Linked DNA regions of Gossypium hirsutum: region 1 is linked to region 2. The links are chromatin contacts, called in public Hi-C maps. All regions are on one chromosome and are shown on one strand. Each heading gives the region's core, a stretch centred on a gene start, on an enhancer-like site or on the middle of the called end of the contact. The rest is flanking DNA. Distances are from core to core; before and after follow the strand shown. Region 1 holds the start of LOC107901402 (transmembrane emp24 domain-containing protein p24delta5). Region 2 has its middle 14 kb from the start of LOC107901401.

Region 1 (3,325 bases), core at 426-2,925, 76 kb after region 2:
ACGAATATATTAACCAATTATATTTAATCATTAATGCATATATATAAACTATTAATATATTATATATGATATGATATAATATAGCATTCTATAATATAATATGAAGAGCACAGGGACTTAGAGCATATTTCAACCATAATAATAAACAATAATATTTAATATTTAATATATTATGTACTACTATTTTAGTATGTGATATATTATTACATAATGTAATAATATATTTCAAAACTATTAATACATTTATATATATGTATATATAACTATGAGTTAGACCCAAAATCAAAATCAAATTTACCAATCGATTTGTTTGAATTGGCTCAATTTGATTGTTTAACTTGGTTTTAATGTTAGCCGTTAGTCAACTAACGGTCACATCAATATGTCCCTTAAAAATAGATAAATTTGACAAAAAAAATAAATGTTAGAGATTAAAGTGCTCCAAAAAAAAAAGATAAAGAGCCAAAGTGAGCAAACAATCAAACGTTAGGGGCTATTTTTAGTAGTATGTCTATAATAATATAGTAGTAATTATTACTAAAACTTTAATACATATACATATATTACTATGATATATTATATATTTGAATAAAAGATATAGTATTACATAATATTATAATCTTTAATCATTAATGCACATATATAAATTATTAATATGTTATGTATTATACGATATAATATAGCATTATACAATATAGTAGTAGGGCCAACTTTCAAATGTATAAAGAACTTAGGGACTTAGAGCATATTTCAACTAAGATAATAATAAACAATAATATATAATGATAATTAATATATTATGTATTACTATTGCAATATGTGATATATTATTACATAATGTAATATTATATTTTGAAACTATTAGTACTTATATATAACAATTCATTAATCCGAAGTAAAAATCGAATTTACCAACTGATTTATGTGAATTGGATCAATTGATAGATTATATACTATTGCATAATATAATAATATATTATATGGGAAGGGATCCATAAATAGTTTTACACCATTTTGTATCTTTTTGTACAATTAATATTTTAACAATTTAATCGAAGAATTTAACAATATAGTTGTACTTGCCATGCATGTAAATTTTCAAGCCGATCCAATATATCTATCATATGGATATAAAATACTACATATATATATTAATATTTATTGAACGATTGAAATTTTTTAAATAAAAAAATTGTTATAAAATTTTAATTTATATTAAATTTGTCATGTATGATCTATATGAATGAAATATAAAATGTGAAGATTGGATCGATAAAATATTAATCGAGAATGTAAAACTATTTTAATTTTACATCGATGTAAATGGATCCCTCCCTATGATATATAAGTATTCCTAAAAGTACTAATACATATATAATATGATAGGAGATAACTTTCGTATATCATTTCCATTAAGGATTTAATGGAGGGTGACAAAAACAGAATCAATTCGAAAACATTTATTATGAAATTAAAAGTTCTGTAGTTTGAATATCAAAATAAAAATACGCTAATAGTTAAGGGACTAATAATAGAATTTACTCTTAATTAAAAATAGCGCATGGTCGTGGCTTTGACATTGCAATTCAATCCTAAAATTTCTTAGCTGGAACATTATTATTGGTTGATCACAGCAACTCTTATTGACCTTTCTCTTCATTGTCCCATACACCAAACTCACTCCCAGTTATCGGCGCGTCTTTTCCACCGTTTGACTCTGACAACTACGAGTCTACGACTAGCTATCAAACCCAGCAAACATATTGAAGTTAAAAATAAAGAAAAAAACAGAGAAAGGAAGCGAAAAAAGTCCTTTTTTTCTGGGTTTTGTTCGCCTTTAACAATGAACAAAGGCATGGTTTTTGGCGGTCGTGCGGCGTGTTTTCTGCCTATAATCTTGGTACTATGTTTAACGAGGAACAGTAATATATTACCGGTTGCTGAAGCTATATGGTTAACGATTCCAAGTTCAGGAACCAAGTGTGTTTCCGAGGAGATCCAGAGCAACGTTGTCGTTTTAGGTGATTATTATGTGATCGATGAAAACAACCCTGATCATATCCCCACCATCTCTGCCCGGGTAATTCTTTTACCTTTTCAACCAAATTCTCCATCTGGGTTTATCTGAGTTCTTCATTTTTCTTTTTACAATTTCAATACTTGTAGTTTAATGGGTTTGCAACTTTTGACGTTCTTCATCTGAAATTTTTGTTGTTGAAGCTTTTACTGGTTTAGTTGATCAGTGATTATGTTGCTACTTTTTATGTTTTGTTGATACAAGGTTTGAGTTTGGTGATCTGACGCGGTTCACACTGTGTGTCGAGAATTTATTGGGAAGATGATTTGGAGAGTTTGGAGAGTGTGGCCGGATTTGGGTAGAGTATCGGCCTTGTATTCAGCACCTGCCTCTTCCTGGAGATGGAGGAGAGAGCTTATATAGAGGAATTTGAGTGCTATTAGTAGAGCATTGGAGTGCTCTACTAGGGTGTGATTGTGTTGAGTAGTAGAGTCAGCAGTAGAGTCTTGAGCGATTCTATGAAATGTGTTTGGGGGAGCTTTTGAGTGGACTCTAATGCGACTTGGTGGTGGCACCCATGAATGGCGTGTGCGGGTTTGGCGAGCCTCTCTGGGCGAGGGGTTAGGTATAACAATGTTCGATTTTAATGTCATATATCTTGGCTTAGCCTTACTATGGGTATGATTTTGTATCCTTTTGCAAGTGTCGAGGATGTCTAGAATCTGTATTTATGGGGCAAGTCATATCCAAGGGTAAGCCTTTGCTTAATCTTCCTTTTTAAATATGAATGGGAGTTCTTTTTGGCTAAGGTCAGAATTTACCCTTTGATACTTTAGGATCCTTCAATGGATCCGTATGAATATTGGCAGAATAAGTTCTTTTCTTCAGTTTAAATTATAAGTATATATTTTTAATCCTATATGCAGTTAGCTGATCCATGAACATGGGGATAAGATATGTGCCTTCAGGTCCTAGGCCACCCCTCAAGGGAAGTCTTAGGTGCTTCTTTTTGTTTCTTAATCTGCAGAAGAACTATCCTTTCTGTTTGATGGAAAAGTCTTGAGGGTGGAAAAAAATAAAATTGTTTGGTTACCTTGGTATTGTTGAAGAATCCCTTTAACTTCGAGGAATTGTAAAAGTAAAATTAATTGGTCATTGAGGCTACTTTTGCATTTGATACTCTTTGTGTTCGGGTTGACAACTATGACAACTATCTGTAGCTCAGCCGAAACCAAATTAGATGAGGTCATCTACATGGAATTTTCTTCCTACTATCCTCGAATGATTGATATTATTGAGTTTGAAATG
Region 2 (3,776 bases), core at 461-2,960:
AGCAGAATTTGATTCTTCTAAGGCCCTTTGGATACTCGCCAATTTTTGCATCAATTTCGTTTTATGGACCTCTAACGACCATAAACTAAATAATTCCAGTCTTTAATGTTGTAGGTAAAATGATACAGAGATTCAACCATGTTACTTTGAGAACACCACTTTTCCTTAACAAAATTTGAGAAATTAGGATGCTCTACCCAACCTGCCAAACATCTAAAGGGGCGTCCTTTTGGAAAATTAACTTTCGACTTGAGAGAAAGAGGCAACGTCCTATGATCCGACTTTATCCTCAGGAGATGGGTAAAAGAACAGTAGACAAATAATATTTTAATAACATTGTTGAAACTCAAATTGCAACATTTAGAGAAGACAATCGATATTTTATATACTCAATTATTTTTTAGATTTAATTAATTTATCAATGTGAACGATCTCTATTTAATCTACATTATATAAACAACTATTAGTTGATAGATATAATAAAAGTACCAATAATAAAATAATAATAAAAGTCAAACATATTAATTAGAATGGAAGTCAAACATTTTTTTTTTGGTGACTGAAGCAAAACGACTAAAATTTGATTTTTCGGATATTTTCTTTAATGCTACTTGAATGAAAATGTGCAGTTATTTGGTGTTAATGTATCCATTTATAGTGCTAAATTTTCATTTTAATTAGTATATAACTGTAACATTTATTGATTGATATTTAATCTAAAATAATAAATGTAAATGAATATAAATACAAAATTTATTTCGATATTATTATGAATTTATTTAATAAAAGTATTTTTAATTAATATTATTTTTATTAATATACTAAAATATTATTTTCTAATATCAATTTAATAATATAATGGACAATAAAAATGTTTTAGCGATTCAAAAGTTTCTTCACAACTTATATATACATAGAATACAGATTGTAGCTTGAGAAAGTTACTAGTAACTTTTAATAATATTATTTTCGTTTTGATTGAGATGGTGTGACTCATAATTAGGTCTCAACTCAGTTGTTATATAATAAAAAAAATATTTATTTTAATAAAGTAATAAATATTAATTCAATGGTATTTATTTTATTTTATATTAAATCTAAAAAAATACTTATAATAAAATTGGAACCCAAAATAAAGATATATACTGTGGTTTGAGGAGCCACTCTCTTCCGTGGTTAATTCATTGTTAGCTTATTGTAATGTTTCTATGCTGGTTTAATTTGAGGGTTTGATGTAACAGCTTTCTGTGCTTTCCTTCTCCATCTCTTACAACTTTTTCAAGTTTTTTGTTACCATGCAATGCAAATCGAAAACAATTACGGATATGAGAATGGAGGACTGGCATATGAAGCATGTCCATTTTAAGCAGCAATTTTGTAATGTGTGATTCGGATTTCATTTTCAGGTCTACTGGGTGGATGAGTCTTGTTCCTCAGCCTCCATTTCTGGTACTCGCAGTATAGAAAACCTATGTATATGGGTGGCTCGCTGATGTCTTTACCGAGCCGTGGCAATGTTTCAACCCATTTATTATAAATTTTACATTTTTTGTCATAACATTATTATTAATTTCAATTATCGACTATAAAATGGAATTAAATCCGTTTAATTAGATACAGAAATTTTCAAATCACATCAAGACATTTAAGTGCTTGACACGATTGCTAGTTCGGACCAAACTAAAGCCCTCAACTTGGCTCAACAAGGATGGGCTTAGAAGCCTCTTTTAGGACCCACATAATCACCATGAGGCCGTTTCTTGGGCACCTAGGCTCACTATTTTGGGCATGAAGTCCATTCCAAAATAAGACCATATTCCACCTCTCATAAGAGTTCAAGTATACCTAATCATGGGACAGGTCACCAGCTCAGTCATGAAAATCCATTAAAAAAGTAAGAGAGTTTGGACAAAAATATAGGTTAAAAATGGGTTTGGGCAAAAAATAATGCCCGTTTTCTAAACGGGTCGGGCTTTGAGTAAGATTTTTTTAGTTCCAGCCCAACCTGAATTTGCCTAATTTATTTTTCACTATTGTTTTGCTGCCATTTTGATATTGTTTTGCTACCATTTTGCTATTATATTGCTACTATTTTATTGTTATTGTTTGAATATTGTACAACTATTGTTTTATTATTAATTTTACTACTATTTTTAGAGGCATTTGCTTGCTAAGTTGCAACTATCTTAGTGTTATTTAAGTACAAAATCTTTTTTAATACATTTTCAATTTGTTAGAAAATTTTTATTTTAATGCTTTTAGTGTATTTGATAAAAATTATATATTTTTAAATATTTTTATATAAAAGATAATATAATTTTTTTAATACGATCGGCCTAGACTTGGGTTTAACATTTTTATCTGGTCTGAGCTTAGACAAAATTTTAAACTTATTTTTTCAAGTCATGCCTAACCTAAATATAAAATTTTACATTGACCTAACTCGATCCATGATCTGATTTAAGTGCAAGTTAAGATTACAAGTGAACACCTCTTAAACCCTCTTACAAAAGCTAAGTTGTGTGCTTGCACACACAATTGAAACCATTTATTATATTTAAGGGTAATAAATTATGAAATTTTACAAACATGACGAGAGATGTTCAATAATTTATTACTCACAATATATTACAATTTATGCATAAATAAAGTAAGAAAGAAAAATCCTAAGTGAAAACATCCCAGTCCCAATCACATTTCAACTATGTAACATCAATTTCTTCTTTCCATTGGCATAATAGCATGCTTACTATGCAAATACAATCATTTAAATTCTCATTCTTATTGCTTTGCAATTACAATTAAAGTTTTCCGATCAACTAAGTAAATCATTTTTTCAACGTTTAAAGAATAGGAATAACAAAAACTCTATTTCCTCCACAGTTCTTAAACAATTAAATATGGGCGTAGTGGGTGGATTTATAATGACACACAAAAAAAAATATAAACTATTTTAAACTCAAATTGTTACTTATTGATCAAGTGTTCACTTTTTTAAGTGTAATTTAAATTCGAATCACAGTTGTTTTATATCAATATTTGCATTCTCCATTAGAAACCTCAATGTGTGCACTAAAAGCCGGTTCCATAAATGTAAAAGATCATGTGATAACTGTGGATTTGTATGCTGGGCAACAGAAGGTTCTATCATGCTTTGTGAATTCTGAGAAGCTAATCCCATTATGCTAGATGAAGTTCCCCCAATCTTTCAACAACATATGTAGAAATGGTCTCAATTTTTTTGCATCCATGGTAGCCATTCGTTTTATGCTGATATTGACATGTTAAAGAGAACATTTTCAGTTTTCATGCACTTAATGAATTCCGGCAGTAATAATATTGTGAATTTTTTTTAAAAGTATTTCAAATTAAACTTCTATCTTCTAGTCGCTTAGCAAAATAATGAGTTATTGATGAAAAACCGTGAAATTAATTTAATTAGTTTTGCTCCATTTGTTGAAGTGAGTATGGTATATATAACAATTTTGAAAGTAAAAAATATAAATGTATTTATCGTGGTCATAGCTTTAGCATGGTTGGGATATAGTCAGGACATAATAAATACTGTTATTATGATGATACTTCTAACGACCAGAAAAAGAATAAAGGTAGAAGACAATAAAAGGGTAATCAAGACTTATGTCCATCTATCATCTTACACAAAAATGATTTTAAAGAAATTCTACAGGAATAAAACACATCAATTAAACACCACGATAATTGTAAGATCATTATATGTGAATAAAAATCTCCTTTATTCTTATGAAAATGACGAA

What was found. A called contact is a pair of places that touch in the nucleus more often than the background predicts.
Region 1: a Hi-C map of hypocotyl shows a contact between it and region 2, with 3 times the contacts expected there. The contact joins the promoter of LOC107901402 here to the enhancer-like site in region 2. A contact is called at or near these places in 10 of 34 Hi-C or Micro-C datasets (callus, fibers, hypocotyl and 1 more).

The regions. Positions count from the first base shown.
Region 1 is chrD06:6,335,181-6,338,505 of Gossypium_hirsutum_v2.1, forward strand. It overlaps LOC107901402 (transmembrane emp24 domain-containing protein p24delta5), which reads left to right and starts at 1,676. Exons shown (of 4, transcript XM_016827394.2): 1 at 1,676-2,080. The coding sequence starts at 1,844.
Region 2 is chrD06:6,259,306-6,263,081 of Gossypium_hirsutum_v2.1, forward strand. No RefSeq gene overlaps it. Among protein-coding and RNA genes, the nearest start is that of LOC107901401, 14 kb to the right of the region's middle. Within about 2 kb of position 1,711, at least 4 of the 9 cell types and tissues checked have an H3K27ac peak or open chromatin away from gene starts, as enhancers often do. A contact at or near this core is called in fibers, hypocotyl and leaf, where this site is marked.